Linked DNA regions of Mus musculus: regions 1, 2, 3 and 4 are each linked to region 5. The links are chromatin contacts, called in public ChIA-PET maps. All regions are on one chromosome and are shown on one strand. Each heading gives the region's core, a stretch centred on a gene start, on an enhancer-like site or on the middle of the called end of the contact. The rest is flanking DNA. Distances are from core to core; before and after follow the strand shown. Region 1 holds the start of Unc13d (unc-13 homolog D). Region 2 holds the start of Trim65 (tripartite motif-containing 65). Region 3 holds the start of Exoc7 (exocyst complex component 7). Region 4 holds the start of Srp68 (signal recognition particle 68). Region 5 holds the start of Jpt1 (Jupiter microtubule associated homolog 1).

Evidence for each region. ChIA-PET counts read pairs in DNA pulled down with a chosen protein or histone mark.
Region 1: a contact with region 5 is called in an RNA polymerase II ChIA-PET map of memory CD8 T cells, with 22 read pairs. The contact joins the promoter of Unc13d here to the promoter of Jpt1 in region 5. A contact is called at or near these places in 1 of 39 promoter capture datasets (pre-B cells), 3 of 115 datasets of contacts at active chromatin or transcription factors (bone marrow-derived macrophages, memory CD8 T cells and pancreatic cancer cells) and 2 of 9 other capture datasets (liver and pancreatic islet).
Region 2: a contact with region 5 is called in an RNA polymerase II ChIA-PET map of memory CD8 T cells, with 16 read pairs. The contact joins the promoter of Trim65 here to the promoter of Jpt1 in region 5. A contact is called at or near these places in 2 of 39 promoter capture datasets (liver and pre-B cells), 2 of 115 datasets of contacts at active chromatin or transcription factors (memory CD8 T cells and pancreatic cancer cells) and 2 of 9 other capture datasets (embryonic stem cells and liver).
Region 3: a contact with region 5 is called in an RNA polymerase II ChIA-PET map of memory CD8 T cells, with 11 read pairs. The contact joins the promoter of Exoc7 here to the promoter of Jpt1 in region 5. A contact is called at or near these places in 1 of 39 promoter capture datasets (liver) and 1 of 115 datasets of contacts at active chromatin or transcription factors (memory CD8 T cells).
Region 4: an RNA polymerase II ChIA-PET map of memory CD8 T cells shows a contact between it and region 5, with 9 read pairs. The contact joins the promoter of Srp68 here to the promoter of Jpt1 in region 5. A contact is called at or near these places in 2 of 115 datasets of contacts at active chromatin or transcription factors (bone marrow-derived macrophages and memory CD8 T cells).

Annotation. Positions count from the first base shown.
Region 1 is chr11:116,076,632-116,079,331 of GRCm38.p6, forward strand. It overlaps Unc13d (unc-13 homolog D), which reads right to left and starts at 1,330. Exons shown (of 33, transcript NM_001009573.2): 1 at 1,314-1,330; 2 at 817-1,030; 3 at 121-156. The coding sequence starts at 930. It overlaps Wbp2 (WW domain binding protein 2), which reads right to left. Exons shown (of 8, transcript NM_016852.3): 8 at 1,940-2,700.
Region 2 is chr11:116,129,739-116,132,438 of GRCm38.p6, forward strand. It overlaps Trim65 (tripartite motif-containing 65), which reads right to left and starts at 1,390. Exons shown (of 6, transcript NM_178802.4): 1 at 848-1,390. The coding sequence starts at 1,267. It overlaps Mrpl38 (mitochondrial ribosomal protein L38), which reads right to left. Exons shown (of 9, transcript NM_024177.3): 8 at 2,682-2,700; 9 at 2,079-2,392. The coding sequence ends at 2,256.
Region 3 is chr11:116,305,359-116,308,058 of GRCm38.p6, forward strand. Exoc7 (exocyst complex component 7) reads right to left here and starts at 1,376. Exons shown (of 20, transcript NM_016857.4): 1 at 1,256-1,376; 2 at 1,030-1,095. The coding sequence starts at 1,315. It overlaps Gm26730 (a long non-coding RNA gene), which reads left to right and starts at 1,506. Exons shown (of 3, transcript XR_389166.1): 1 at 1,506-1,823; 2 at 2,314-2,700.
Region 4 is chr11:116,272,786-116,275,485 of GRCm38.p6, forward strand. It overlaps Srp68 (signal recognition particle 68), which reads right to left and starts at 1,432. Exons shown (of 16, transcript NM_146032.3): 1 at 1,141-1,432. The coding sequence starts at 1,321.
Region 5 is chr11:115,513,056-115,515,755 of GRCm38.p6, forward strand. It overlaps Jpt1 (Jupiter microtubule associated homolog 1), which reads right to left and starts at 1,338. Exons shown (of 5, transcript NM_008258.2): 1 at 1,165-1,338. The coding sequence starts at 1,220.

The sequences.
Region 1 (2,700 bases), core at 80-2,579, 560 kb after region 5:
CAGATGTCCAGTGAAGGTTGAGACACAGCGTGTTCTCTACCAGGCTGCTGCATCCTCAGACTCTGGGGGCTGAGGGGCCTCCTCCATCATCCCCCACACTCTCCCAACATCTCCTCTTACCTCCTCTGGGGAGAAATGGTGGGACTGAACCTGGACCTAGGAGCAAGGTAGAAAGACACGGCGTCCCTGGAGGCCTCTCCAGCCAGCCAGGAAGGGCCATGCCTAAGACAGTGGAACCCCAGCACCTCGGCCTCTGGGCCGACCATGTCCCTCACCTGTTCCAACATAAGGCTCTCTGAAGGGCTGACCCCTGGCCCATCTTGCCCATGCCCTGGCCCGCCATGCCTGAGGTCCATGAGTGTTCAGGCCCAGCTGTGGGCTGTTTAGCACCTGCCCCCCTCTCCTTCCCCAGAGGAAACAGCAGTGCTTATCAGACGGCCACCGGCTCCTCACCCCAGCAGCGGAAGTGAGGCCTAGCAGCAGAAGTGGGTGAGTTGGGGGAGATGGCAGGCATGTCTTTGCTAGCTCAGAGGGGACCCCCAGGTAGCCCACTGTCATTGGAGATAACTGTTTCGTGGGGCTGGAACCTTCAAAGCTATAGGAACAGGGTGGGCCTGGAGTACAAGCCCACCAAAAAGAAGGGACTGGAGAAACCCACCGTGGCTCTGAGGATACTTGGTGGACCCCTCTGCCCACCCACAAGTACCCCCAGGGCCGTAGAGGGCAAGCGGGTGGGGGCCTGCCTCCCACATCCAAGCCCCACTACTACTGAGCACCCCCGGGCTGGCTCTTGCCCCTTCCTGCAGTCACTCCTACCTCCTGGGTGGCTTGGGGTGGTGGATCCTGCAGGTCTCTGACCCTGCGGCGCCTTATCTTGATGGCCTGGCGCAAGAGTGGACGCCGCTGGGGGTGGGAAAGGTGTGTCGCCATGGTGGTTGGCTCTGCCCTTCACTCTGCCACCCCCTGGCTGCGGCCGGGTGGAAACAAGGAAGCCGCAGGGTGATGCAAAGGGCCCCCGGGCTACACTCTGCTGGGGAGGGTGGAGGAAAGGAAGGGTCAGGGTGTCACTGCCTTGGTGGGGCCTTCTCCAAGCTCCCAGCAACACCCTTCAGCCTTCATCCCCGCCAGATCTTCCTCAGCCAGGAGAAAGTGGGCACAGTGGGCAGGCAAGCCCCACCCACCGTCCCACGGAGGCTCTGGGGAGAGTCCAGAGCTCCTGGCAACGGGTAAGGCCAGGCTAAGGCCGCTGCCTGCTTCAACTATGCCTGGACCGGGGAACCCACCCGCCCACCGGAGACCTGTGGTGTTCTCACCCTAAGGTTTTCTGAATGGGCCCCAGATCTGGGGCAGGGTGGGGCAGGCTCAGGGCGGTGGCTCCAGAGAGGCTAGAGGCAAGAGGCGTTCCTCAGCCAATTGCTCAGCCTGCTCCACCCCACAGGTGACATTCCAGGCAAGGGACAGAACTACTTTGTGTTAGCCAGAGATGGGGAGGAGAGGAGATGAGGCCTCGGAGCAGTCTCTGTGCGTGGGAGCATTTTGATCTGGGATCTCCCACAGCTCTCTGGCTCACTGTGAGTGGGGTGCAGGTCCGGCTTAAGGACTGCCATATTCCACCGTCTTCTTTCCTGGGTAAGGTGGCATGAAGGCACACACTGTGGTAGCCAGCCCAGCGACCCTCCCTCGTAGAAGTCCTGGCACGCCTGTGCTCAGGAGGGGAGCGGGAGGAGCAGATGGGACACAGGCCTCGTCCTGGCCCCCGCTGGCAGTGGGTGGCACAGACACCATCCCAGGCAGGTGCAGGGGCGTGGGGGCTCTGTGGGAAGGTTGAGAACCAACCACTCGCACTGAGACGGAAACCGGCCTTCTAGCCCCGCCCCCAGCAGCCCGCAGCCCCTCCTCCGGAAGACCTCACCCTGGTCACCACACAAGAGTCAGAGAACCTCCAGTCACTTCGTTTTTACTATTTCACAGTTGTAGCAAACAAATCAAGGTGCAAACAGGGTTTATTTCACATTAATATATTAACTGGACATTTTGTGTCAAATAAATAGGAATTCTCTTTAAATAACCATCTCCTCATTTTGTGTCTGGACCAGGAACGAACAAGAGCAATTCTTAGTGCATCCAGGGGGCGTGAAGCTTACAGAGGGGCAGACTGCAGGTTAGAGGTCACATAGTTGGAAGGCCTCAGTCCCAGATCAAAGGGCCTGGCGGGACAGACATGCATTCTCTATCCCTCCTGCAGAGCAGCCCCCTGTAAAGGGGAGAGGAGAGGAGGCGAATAATTCCCAGAAACAGTAGCATAGGGGCAGAGGGGCTTCCTCTGTAACACAGTGGCTTCACCTCTGATGCCAGCCACTGGAAGCGCCCAGCAAAATCCCTGGAAGCTCTCACAAAGAACAAGGTGGCCGGGTAAGTGTGACTGGACTGACAGTCTGCTGGGACAGCGGCCTTCCAGAGCCAGGAGCACACCAGGGGTAAGGAATGTGAACAGGGTTTGGCAGGGCCTGTTGGGGAGACACATGGCTGGTCTTAGGAGCCCAAGAGATGAAGAACAATGGTCACCAGGCTGAAGGGGCTGGGCAGCAGTGAGGAGTGGCCAGAGAGTCCCTCTGTATGGGTGGGGGCTAGTATCATGAGGAACGAGGGTCACCCCGTGCTCCTGCGAGCTCCAGAGATGGTGAAAGGGAAGCTGGGAAG
Region 2 (2,700 bases), core at 140-2,639, 620 kb after region 5:
CCAATTCCGTGGTCACTTTTGCCTTTAACTAAAACCTCTCAGCAGCCTGGGGCACCTGGAGAACTCTCCCTCCTGTAACTGCTTGTGCCCTGGCCGCCATCTCTACAGCTTTGTCAGGATGTAATCCCCTGCCCAACAAATTTCCACTCCTTCTAGGGATACCATAGCGACTTCTTTCACTTCACTGTCCGCATCTCTTCCCAGCTCTCAGTAGATGTCTGTGCCCCCACCCCTGTCTGTGTACCCCACACACTGCATATCCCAAACCAGCTACTCTCTACCCAACCTCAGCACACAGCAGCCCGGTCTCCCGAAGAAACCCTTGTCCTGCGTCTTACTCTCTCCACTGGGCACCGGGCTCCCACTCACTTCTCATTTCTTTTGTTTTGCAGCTGAGACCTCCTTCCTCTTACCCCTCATCTCTTACCCCCTCCACACCCCAGCTGGGGCTCAGACTCCAGAAAGCAGAAATCTGATGACATCATCACCCTGTCTCAGCTTGGAAAGGCACTGCACATCCCTAGAGGAAGAGTCACGACCACCATGCAGACTGGCCCTGCTGACTCTACATTCACGTTTTGCTGAGACTCTATCTGACCCTTGAGTAGATCCTTCAGTCTCTGAAGGGCAGAAATCACACTTACTGAATGCTGGCCACCTTAGCGAATGGGGCTGCCAGCCCTGACCTAACACTCTGGCTCTACTTTATTCAGAGGACCTGGGGAGAGCTGCGTGCAGCAGTCAGGTGCACGTGCCCTCTGGGTTCATATGGGAACCCGCAGATCCTGCTGCAGCCCCTGGCCCTGGCCACAAGCAGTTTCGGCCCTCGGAGAGGCCCTTCCCGCACCTCGCGCACGCGGCGCTCCACGTCCAGCAGCGCCCGCTCGTGGTGGCTGCAGTCGTGCACCGTGCACGCGCTGCACACGCAGAGGCCCTCCGTGCGACAGAAGAACTCGAGCGGCCTCCCGTGGCGCAGGCAGCGAGCGCTGTGGCTTGTGGCGGAGTCCCGGCGCGGAGTCACGGCGGGCGGCGCCGGCAGAACGGGCAGCGCCTGCAGCAAGGTGCTCATCTTCACGTTGCGGGACAGCTTGGCGCCCTCGGGGAAGGGCTGGCGACATTCCGGACACGACTTTTCGCAGGAACGCCATGAATCCTGGATGCAGTTCCCGCAGAAGCTGTGCCCGCAGGGCAGCGTCACCGGGTCCCGGTAGCGACCTAAGCAGATGGAGCAAGTCACCACGTCCTCCTCCAGCAACTGAGCGGCCATGGCGGAAGCGAGGCCCAGTGCTCAGATCTCTTAAAGGGGCCGAGGCTACCAGTGCGAGCACTACGTTGGGGAAGACAGTCCAGGAAGTCGCGGCAGTGCGCAGCCTGGTGCACTAGAACGTTCCTTGGCAGGGATCCAAGTCACCCTTGCTTGCCCGCCTTCTGACGCACTGGGAGCTGGGGCGCGGCTCCCTCCGGTCCACCCTGACTATTTGTGTTCCTTCCCTAGACTCTTTTTTGGGGGGGAGGAGTGGGTGGGAGGGTTTCGAGACAGGGTTTCTCTGTGTAGCCCTGGCTGTCCTGGAACTCACTTTGTAGACCAGGCTGGCCTCGAACTCAGAAATCCGTCTGTCTCTGCCTCCTGAGTGCTGGGATTAAAGGCCCAGGGCATGGTGTCTGTTCACAGCAGTAAAACCCTAAGACAGGCTACTGTCATCTCCTCTACAGCTGAGCAGAGCAGATGGGAGTTCCAGGGTCCCCAAAGGCAGTATGAATCAGAGATCACTCCTAATGGAGTAGGCAGAACTGATTTGTTTCTAGGCCTCTAGCCTCACAGTGGGGGCTCCAGGCCTTGGTGGGGGCTGAAATATGCTAAGGTAACAAGCAATCTGTTGCTAGGTCTGACAGGGGCAGGACTTTCTCCTCGAGGAGGTTCTGATCCCGGGGCTGTCTTTCACAAAGATCACAGGCTGGGCAAAGGTTCACTTTTCATGTGTACCCCCAGCTACCGGGCTGCTGGGCACCTTCTGCTCACCCACAGAGCACTAAAGCTTCACTAAAAGGGTCTGGGTGCCCGAAAGTGAAGACATATTGGCATCAGGAAAAAAGTATTTTATTCACATAGAATCGAGGCACATCCACAAGCCCCTGGGTGTCCTGGGAGAGGCCAGCATGGGACTGTCTCAGTTGGCTTCAGATGGCTCTCTCCGGAGGTGTGACCTTCCAGCTGCTGCGACAGTTCCCCCTCGGAGATGAATGTACTGAGTCTCTCAGTAGATTCCATAGGTGGGCTCATGACTGTCCCTGTATCGGTCCAGATAGCGTAGGGGCTGCTCGTGGGGGAAGCGCTTCTGTTTGGGGTGGTAAGGGGGTGGCCGTACAAATTCAAACACAGGTTCCCGCATGTCTGCAAGAAAAGTAAGGGGAGAGTGGTGGACTTCTGCTGACCTGGGCCTCCTTCCTTGCCTGTGAGGCTGGAGTTCTGCCAGGGACTTTTTTGGGTTTTTCGAGACAGGGTTTCTCTGTGTATCCCTGGCTGTCCTGGAACTCAGAAATCCGCCTGCCTCTGCCTCCCGAGTGCTGGGATTAAAGGCATGCGCCACCACCGCCCGGCTCACCCTGGCTTTCAAAGGCCATCTCCTGGCATGGCAGGAAAGGTCTTTATCCCCAGGCCTGCCTGACCACTAAGCCCTTACCTAGAAGCTGGTGGAAGGT
Region 3 (2,700 bases), core at 126-2,625, 790 kb after region 5:
GCCTGTAACTCCAATTCCACAGGATATGACAGCCTCTTCTGACCTCTGCAGGCACTGCTCATTTGTGGGACACATACACACATGCAAACACTCATGCACATAAAATAAATTTGCTTATTTGCAAAAAGAGATAATCAGGCTGGAGAGCCAGCTCAGCAGTTAAGAACACTGGCTGCTCTTCGGAAGTCCTGAGTTCAATTCCCAGCACCACATAGCGGCTCAACCACAACCATCTATAATGAGATCTAGTGCCCTCTTCTGGCATATGGCCATACATACAACCAGAACACTATACATAATAAATTTTTTTTTTCAATCACCTCAGGATAGATTCCTTTCTACCCTTGAAAGTCAAATCTCAATTTCTGTTCTCTCTGAAGTTTTCCTAGACTGAACAGAAAGTAGCTTCCTCCAAAATAGTTGCAAATATATTACTGTTACCTCAAACAAACAGCCAACCTCTTTCCCTAAGGGCAAATCTCATTCAACAAGTATTTTATTACTGTGTAAATACAAATGCAAGCACTTTTAAAGCATCTTACTGTATACCAGACACTGGGAAGCATGCATAGACTTCCTCCACGGACACACTGGGAGGCTGACATTGTCTGCTTTACCAGGTAAATTAACCATAACTCAAGGCCTACCACCAGGAACCACATAGTAAGCTGTAGGACATTGGGTAGATCTAAGACGCATTAACTCTCTGAGATGGTTTTGCTTCCAAAGCCCCTGTGACTTCGCTGCCTCGCCTCGCTTGAATTTGACAATGACACGGGGCCAGTACCAGGCCATGTACAGGATATCACGAAATGTTTGCAGAAGGACAGACAGTAACAGGTATAGGGCAGCGGTTTCCTCGGTGATGGGGTGGAAACTGGGGTGCAGAGATACCCATCGCTGCAAGATATGCCCACTGTTTACTACCCACGCTGGAGTCCCTGGACAGGCGCAGGACACGTCCATCACACGCCCCTCCTCTGGGGCTCAGGAGCCTGGCGGCAGCCTCCCAGCTGAAAGGCTACTCACCATGTTCCTAGTGAGCTGGTCGCTCTTCTCCAGGCTGTCTCGGATAAACGACAGCGTCTCCTCCTCCTGCGAGGGGCAGAGAGGAGGACATCACCACAAGCCGATGGTGAAAGGCGACCACCAGCACCCAGCACCCAGCACCACGGCCTACGCCTAACCCTATCTCCCCTTCCACCCCGGTTCGATGCCCCTGAGCGCCTTTCCTTCACTTTCTCCCCAGCGTCACCTGCTTCAGTTTGTCCTCGATCTCCCGCCGCCGGGCGGAAGCCTCCTGCGGGGGAATCATAGCAGCGGACAGCGCTGTCCCCACTCCCCGCTGTTTTAGCTCCAAACCCTGCTCGGCTTCCGTCCCTGTCACGCCCACTTCCTCCCTCGGCCCCGCCCCCGGACGCTTTCGGGGGCGCCATGTTGGGAGTGGCAGGCGGAAGTGTGTTCCTGCCGGAGCTCGCGAGCGGGCTGCGGGTCGACGCCATCTTGAATGTGGCTGGAAGAGCCGCTCACCTGAGGCATACGTGGGTCTTTCCTCGTAGCCAGAGGCTGGTTTGCTCGCTCCTTTGAAAGACAGCCCCTTGCTGGGAGACTGAAGCAGGAGGCCATTCACGAGTTCGAAGCCAGTTTGGATCACATAGTAAATTCCAGGCTAGCCTAGGCTACAGAGTCAGACTTGGTCTCCAAACCAAAAATCAAGCAAACCAACATTATACCTGAATTTTTTTTAGATCGTTTTGGCTGCTCTGGAATAGGTTATGTAGACCAGGCTGACTTCTGCCTACCGTGGGCTGGATTAAAGAAAGGTGTGCTCTGCCAAACCCAGCTCACCCAAGAAAAAGCAGGGCGGTGGCGGAAGGCAGGAGGTGGAGGCTGGCACGGAGTGGTATATAGGGTTTACAGTTCTCTCCCTCCCATGTGTAGGACCCAGAGGGATTGAATTCGGGTGCCAGGTTTTGTGGCAAATGCCTTAACCTGCTGAGCTATTTCACCAGCTCATGATTTATTTGTGGATTTTAACATGGTGTATAGATAGATGTTTCGCCCATGGGTATGTATGTCTGTGCCGTCACTTGCATGCCAGGTGCCCTGGAAGACCAGAAGGTTATCTGATCCCTCTGGAGCTGACATTACAGTAGTGAGCTGTCTGTCATGTGGGTTCTGGGAACCCTAACCCTAACTCAGGCTTCCTGGAAGAGTAAGAAAGAGCTCTTAACTGCTGAGCCATCTTTCCAGTTAGCTAAACCCTAATTTAGGATAAAAGCGCTGACTGAGGAGACAAATTTGTTTTTGCAGATCATATCTTAACGGTTCAAGTCTGGAGACTGGATTCCACACAGAGTGGCTTACAATGGATACTTCAGAACTTGTGGGATCCCACGTGGGTTTAATAACAGAGACACAGAGACATCTGTATAGTATAAGGCTGTTTGCCTGTTTGCTGGGGCAGTCCCTCAGCTAACCCTCCAGACTCAACGCGACTTCCCTGCTACGAGTCCCTGGCGTTCTCTCTGCTCAACCTCCCTGTCCTGCTCAGTTCTGCTTCTGTCTCTCTCTCCTCCTGCCCCGACTCCAACAGTCAACTCTAGTCCTCAAAGGCCACACGCCTTACTCATCCAATCTGAGCCAATCAGCAACGGACAACGCCTAGTCTGAGCCAATCAGCAGCAGGACAACACCTAG
Region 4 (2,700 bases), core at 182-2,681, 760 kb after region 5:
AGCACCCACGTGGAGGAACTAAACATCTGTAAGTCTAATTCCTGGAGATCCATATGTTCTTCAGGCCTTTGTGGGCACCAGGCACACATGTGATACACAAACATGCAGGCAAACACACACATAAAATAAGATAAAGCAACATTTAAAAGTATTTAAAATAACACGTTAAAAAAAAAAAGCCACATGCTATTAGAACCACACAAATGATATATAAGCTAATACAAACCAGAAAATGTTTCCTGAGGGTTGGGAAGACTGCTCAGCTGGTAAAGGACTTGCTGTTAGCAAGCATGAGGTCATGTTGGGATCTCCCCAGAACCCACGTAAAAAGGCCATACTGTTGTTTGCACACGTAATCCCACAGCTGGGATGGCAAGAGACAGAAAGATCCCTGGAGCCCACTGGCCATACAGTCTATTCCAAGTAGTGAGCTGCACTTTTGGAGGGAGACCCAGTCTCAAAGGTAGAGAATTAGGAAGACGTTGACCTGTGACCTGCAGACACAGCACCAGCGCTTACACCTACACCCATACCCATGCGGACTTGGACACTCAAAAAAAAAAAAAAAAAAGTAACTCCTACAGTTCTTCGAGAAGAGTCCAACAAGATAAAATGCCTTACAGACCTACTTTTGAAAAAACAAAAAACTATACACATGATATTAACAAACTAAAGTAACTACTATTCAAAACAGGTAAGCAGCAGCTTTCCTGGAGAGCACTCTCCCTCCATTTTCAAAGCATCTCGCTGTTTTATGACCCAGGGTTCGACAGCTGTCCGACAACAGCTCCACGCTGAAATGTCAAGGCTGCAGTTTCCCCTCCACAGTCCGGTGGCTCAAGGTACCGACCAGGAGCTCTGTGGGGTGGGCAGGGTGTCAACCCCGGCTCAGCCCTCCAACTGGACATCTGAGGGGCACAGAGGGAACCCTGCCTACCATCTCTATACCCCTTGCAAAAACAAGCTCCGGAAAGCCAGGACGAGAGGCAAACCATGCACACGGGAATGCCGAAAGTGAAGGGCAGGAGGCAGCGGCGCACCTCGGCTCCGCAGCCCGGTGCTGGCCCCCGCCGCCTCGCCCGCCCCCAGCCCTCCGAGCGACACGTAGTCATTGCGAGTTAGGCCACCGCTCGAGGATACTCTCCAAACTCAGGCTGTCCCCGAACTCTTTGTTTGCCTTCGATCCGGCTGAAGGGCGTTCGTTTTCTTTATTCTCGTCTCCTCCGGCACTGCGTCCGCCACCGCTCCCTCCGCCGCCGCCGCCGCTGCCGCTTCCACCACCACCACTACCACCACCCGGGATCTGCTTCTCAGCAGCCATCTTGCCCCTGAGCCGCAAAGCACGATGGAACGGAGCAGGCGAGACGACCAGCGGCGAGAGAGAGCGGCACTTTCCAGGCTGGGCCGATGGTACACTGACGGACTCCGCCGCAGACCGCGGATGTCTTGGGCCTCTGTGGTGTGTTGGTGTGCGCCTGCGCCTCCTGGGTTGAATTCGTGGCTGTTGCTGGGTCTCCGCATTTCTAAGGATTAGCCTCGCTTCAAATCTACCAAGGATAGGAGGACCCGAGAAAGATGCCCACCTCATGCATCCTTGCACCCAGAGAATGGTAGTGTACGCCTTTAATCCCAATACCGAGGAGGCTGAGGCTGGAGGATTGCCTCGAGTTGAGGTCAGTCTGGGTTGCACAGTTAGACCTTATTTAAAACACACACACACACAGACACACACACACACACACACACGAAGAGGCCTCGGTCAGAAGGCAGTGTCCCCAATAGGAGCTTGAGACCCGTGGCCTCCTCTAGATCATGTGACCATCCAAGTATGACTTTTATTAATCTTTGCGGGCGAGTACACCAGGAGTCTCAGTCTTGTGCCAATCACGGCAGGTGAAAAGAAGCTGGCCGCGTAACTCAGTCTACCCTTTTGTGTTACTAAAGGAGGTTGCAAAAAAATGTATGACTCCAACCCTTCCCCCCATCGGAGTTCAGAGATCAGCTAGTGTGGAGTACTAGTTCTCCAGCAAAAATATCAAGGAAGACTGGGCCTGGGCAGATGGCTCAGTGGTTAAGAACACTGGTTGCTCTATCAAGATGATCTGGGTTTAATTTTTAGCACGAGAATGGTGGCTCAAAACCATCTAGAATTCCAGTCCCAGGGATCCAACCCTCTTCTGGCTTCGTAGTCTACAAAACACATGTACACAGACATACGTGTAGACAGAATGTTCATATACATAAAACAAAATAAAAATAAAGGTTAAGGCTTTTGAAAACAAAAAATTAGACAAACTGCTTTCAGAAGGTGGGAGGCAAAAACTAACCTCAAAAAGTGGTCCTCCGAATTACACTCACATACTGAGCTGTGAAGCATGGGCCTGCACACACACACACCTAAACAATAAGCCATGGAGATGGCCCAGCAGGAAAAAGAACTTGCTATATAAACTTTTTAAAAAAGATTTTTATTTATTTATTATTATATCTAAGTACACTGTAGCTGTCTTCACACACAGATCTCATAACAAATGGTTGTGAGCTACCCTGTGGTTGCTGGGACTTGAACTCAGGACCTTTGGAAGAGCAGTCAGTGCTCTTAACCACTGAGCCATCTCTCCAGCCCCCACCTCTTTTTTTTTCAAAGATTATACTAAAGGTGGTTTATTGGGAAGCTGCTCTCTGACTGAGTTCACAGAC
Region 5 (2,700 bases), core at 88-2,587:
GTGCCACTTGGTCGGGACCCCAAGGCTTGGTCACACTCAACTGTGGGTCATCATCAATGGAAAATACATGGCCAGAGAACATGGAACCAAGCCTTTGGGAAGATCAAAGAGATGCCTGAAAGCCAACTTAAGGGACTGTGTGCCACTAGCTGAGACGATGTAGATGGACTCCCTCCGCTGAACAAAATATCTTCACCAAGTTAAGTGAGGGGTAGGAAACGGGTCCCAGTCCAGTCACAGAGCTCCTCCCAAAATGCAGTGTACTGGGGACAAGCAAGATCCCAGCTTCCAGGAAGGGATACTACATACTACTGGAGAGACAATGGATGGCTCCCTAGCCCCGCCCAAGCACAGACAACCTCCTCCTCCAAGAGAAGCCTGCTCTGGGGTGAACTCATTCGGCCAAAGTCAATGGGAGAAGTAAAGAAGGCGACATGGAAGGGCAGAGGTCCGAGGACCTGAGCGCAGAAAACCCATTTGAGCAGGCTCACGGCCCCGCGCATTCGGAGGTGGGCGTGGGGAGGGGGAGGAGACCCGATCTCTCCTTTGTTAGGCGCAGGGAGGCACTTTGATAAGAGAGCTCCTGTCCAGGGCTGGAAGTGGAGGGAGGGGATGACCAGCCCCGCCCTACCAGAGGTGCACCTGCTGCGCAGACACGGACACCCCGGCGGGCCACCACGAGGAAAAGAGCCTGCAGACCAGCCGGATCAGTGCTCAGATTTGCTCGCAGCGCCCAAGGCCGGGGCCAGCACACGCCCGAGCCAGAAGCGGGAGCGCATGGCCCTCATGTGGGACAATGGGCCCAGGGCCCTGCAGGCTCCTTGGGCTCCTGGGAGACCAAGCCCACCATCCTGGACCCGACCAGTGTCGCCGCGGGTGGCTGAAAGAAGATCCTCCCGCACACTCTCACCGACTCCAACCTGCCGTACGGCAAAGGGCCGCCACCCACAGTCCCCCTCAGCTGTCGTTACCGGGGAGAAATGAATAGAAGGGACGACTGGGGCGGGGCCACAAGCCGAGGCAGTCCTGCCGCACAAAGCGGCGCCCACTCCTTACTCTGCCACCCTCCCCCGGGCGCGAGCGCGGTGCTCCCGGCCCGTTACCACCAACGCCCCGCGGTCCCCACAAGCCCTGGAGGGCTCGAGCCCTACCCTGTCGCCTTACCGGGAGCTGTTCCTGCTGTTAGGGTCCACACCCTTAAAGGTAGTGGTAGTGGTCATGGCGCCAAGGGGCGAGGTAGGCTGGCCCTGAAAACGCCAAGGGGGACTGGGACCAACAGGCGCAGACGACTCCAAAAGCTAAACCACCAGGGCTCCACGAGCTTCTACCGCCGCGGGGCTCGCCGGACTCCCATTTTATAGAGCCAATAGGGCCCACCCTCCACATGCCGCCATTGGGCAATTTAAAAAGATCTCTTCATTTCTATTGGTTAGCTACAGTGCTAATCATAGATCGGCGTCAGGACGGGCTGCGCGGGAGACGGCTCGGCCTAAGCCCCGCCCCCTTCCTGTACAGAGAAAGGCCGCTGTGGTCTCCCCTCCTCCACGCCCTCGACAATCTGGTGGTGCTCAAGTGTTCACGGTCACTTTAAAAAGTTACTTGAGGGGCTGTCGAGGTGGCTCATAAGGAAAAGCCCTTGCCACCCAGCATGACAACCCGTGTTCAATCTCCAGGACCCACAACGTGTAAGAGACCCAACTCTCTTTTTTTTTTTGTAGAACATGATTTTAATATTTTCAACTGTTAATACTCAACAAGCAGAATAATTATTTTAAGATATACTTCGTTATTATGTCTTCATTTCTGATTTTATTAATTTGGATACTGTCTCTGTCCCTTATAGTTAGTCTGGCCAGGGGTTTATCTATCTTGTTGATTTTCTCAAAGAACCAGTTCCTGGTTTTGTTGATTCTTTGTATAGTTCTTTTTGTTTCTACTTGGTTGATTTCAGCTCTGAGTTTGATTATTTCGGATACCCAACTCTTGAACCTCTGACCTCCACGCACCCACGCACTGAGACACACACACACACACACATACACACTACCTAGCTACCTAAATAGAAAGCTACCTCAGCAGGATGTGTCGGCACTTCCCTGCAATGCCTTAACTTGGGAGACTGAGGCAGGAGGATCACTTTGAGTTTCAAGCCAGTCTGGTCTAAACAGTGAGACCCTGTCAAAAAGAAATGAGGGGGAGGCAGAGAAGGAAAGCAGGAAAGAGAGAAGGGATGTCGTGTTAAGGCCATATGCTAGTACTGCAGAGGACCTAGGTTCAGTTGCCAGCACTCACAGGGCAGCTCCAAACTGTAGCTCCAGTTCCCTGACCTGGGCAGTTACATGCAGGCACACACATGTACACAACGTAAATCTTTTGCCAGGCGATGTAGCACATGCCTTTAATCCTTTAGTCCCAGCACCAACTCAGGAGTCAGAGGCAGGTGGATCTCCGAGTTCTAGGCTAGCCAGAGTTACACAGAGAAACCGTGTTGGAGAGGGAATTTTTTTTTTTTAAGGTCCGAGGTGGGGGTGCTGCACACCCCTAATCCCAGCACCCTGGAGGCAGAAGCAAGATTTCTTAGCCTCAAAAAGGGCGGGGGGCACACAGTGGTCTACACCTTTGAACCCAGCACTAAGGAGGCAGAAGAGTCTAGGACAGCCAAAGATGTTACACAGAGAACTCCCCCCCCACCCCACCCCC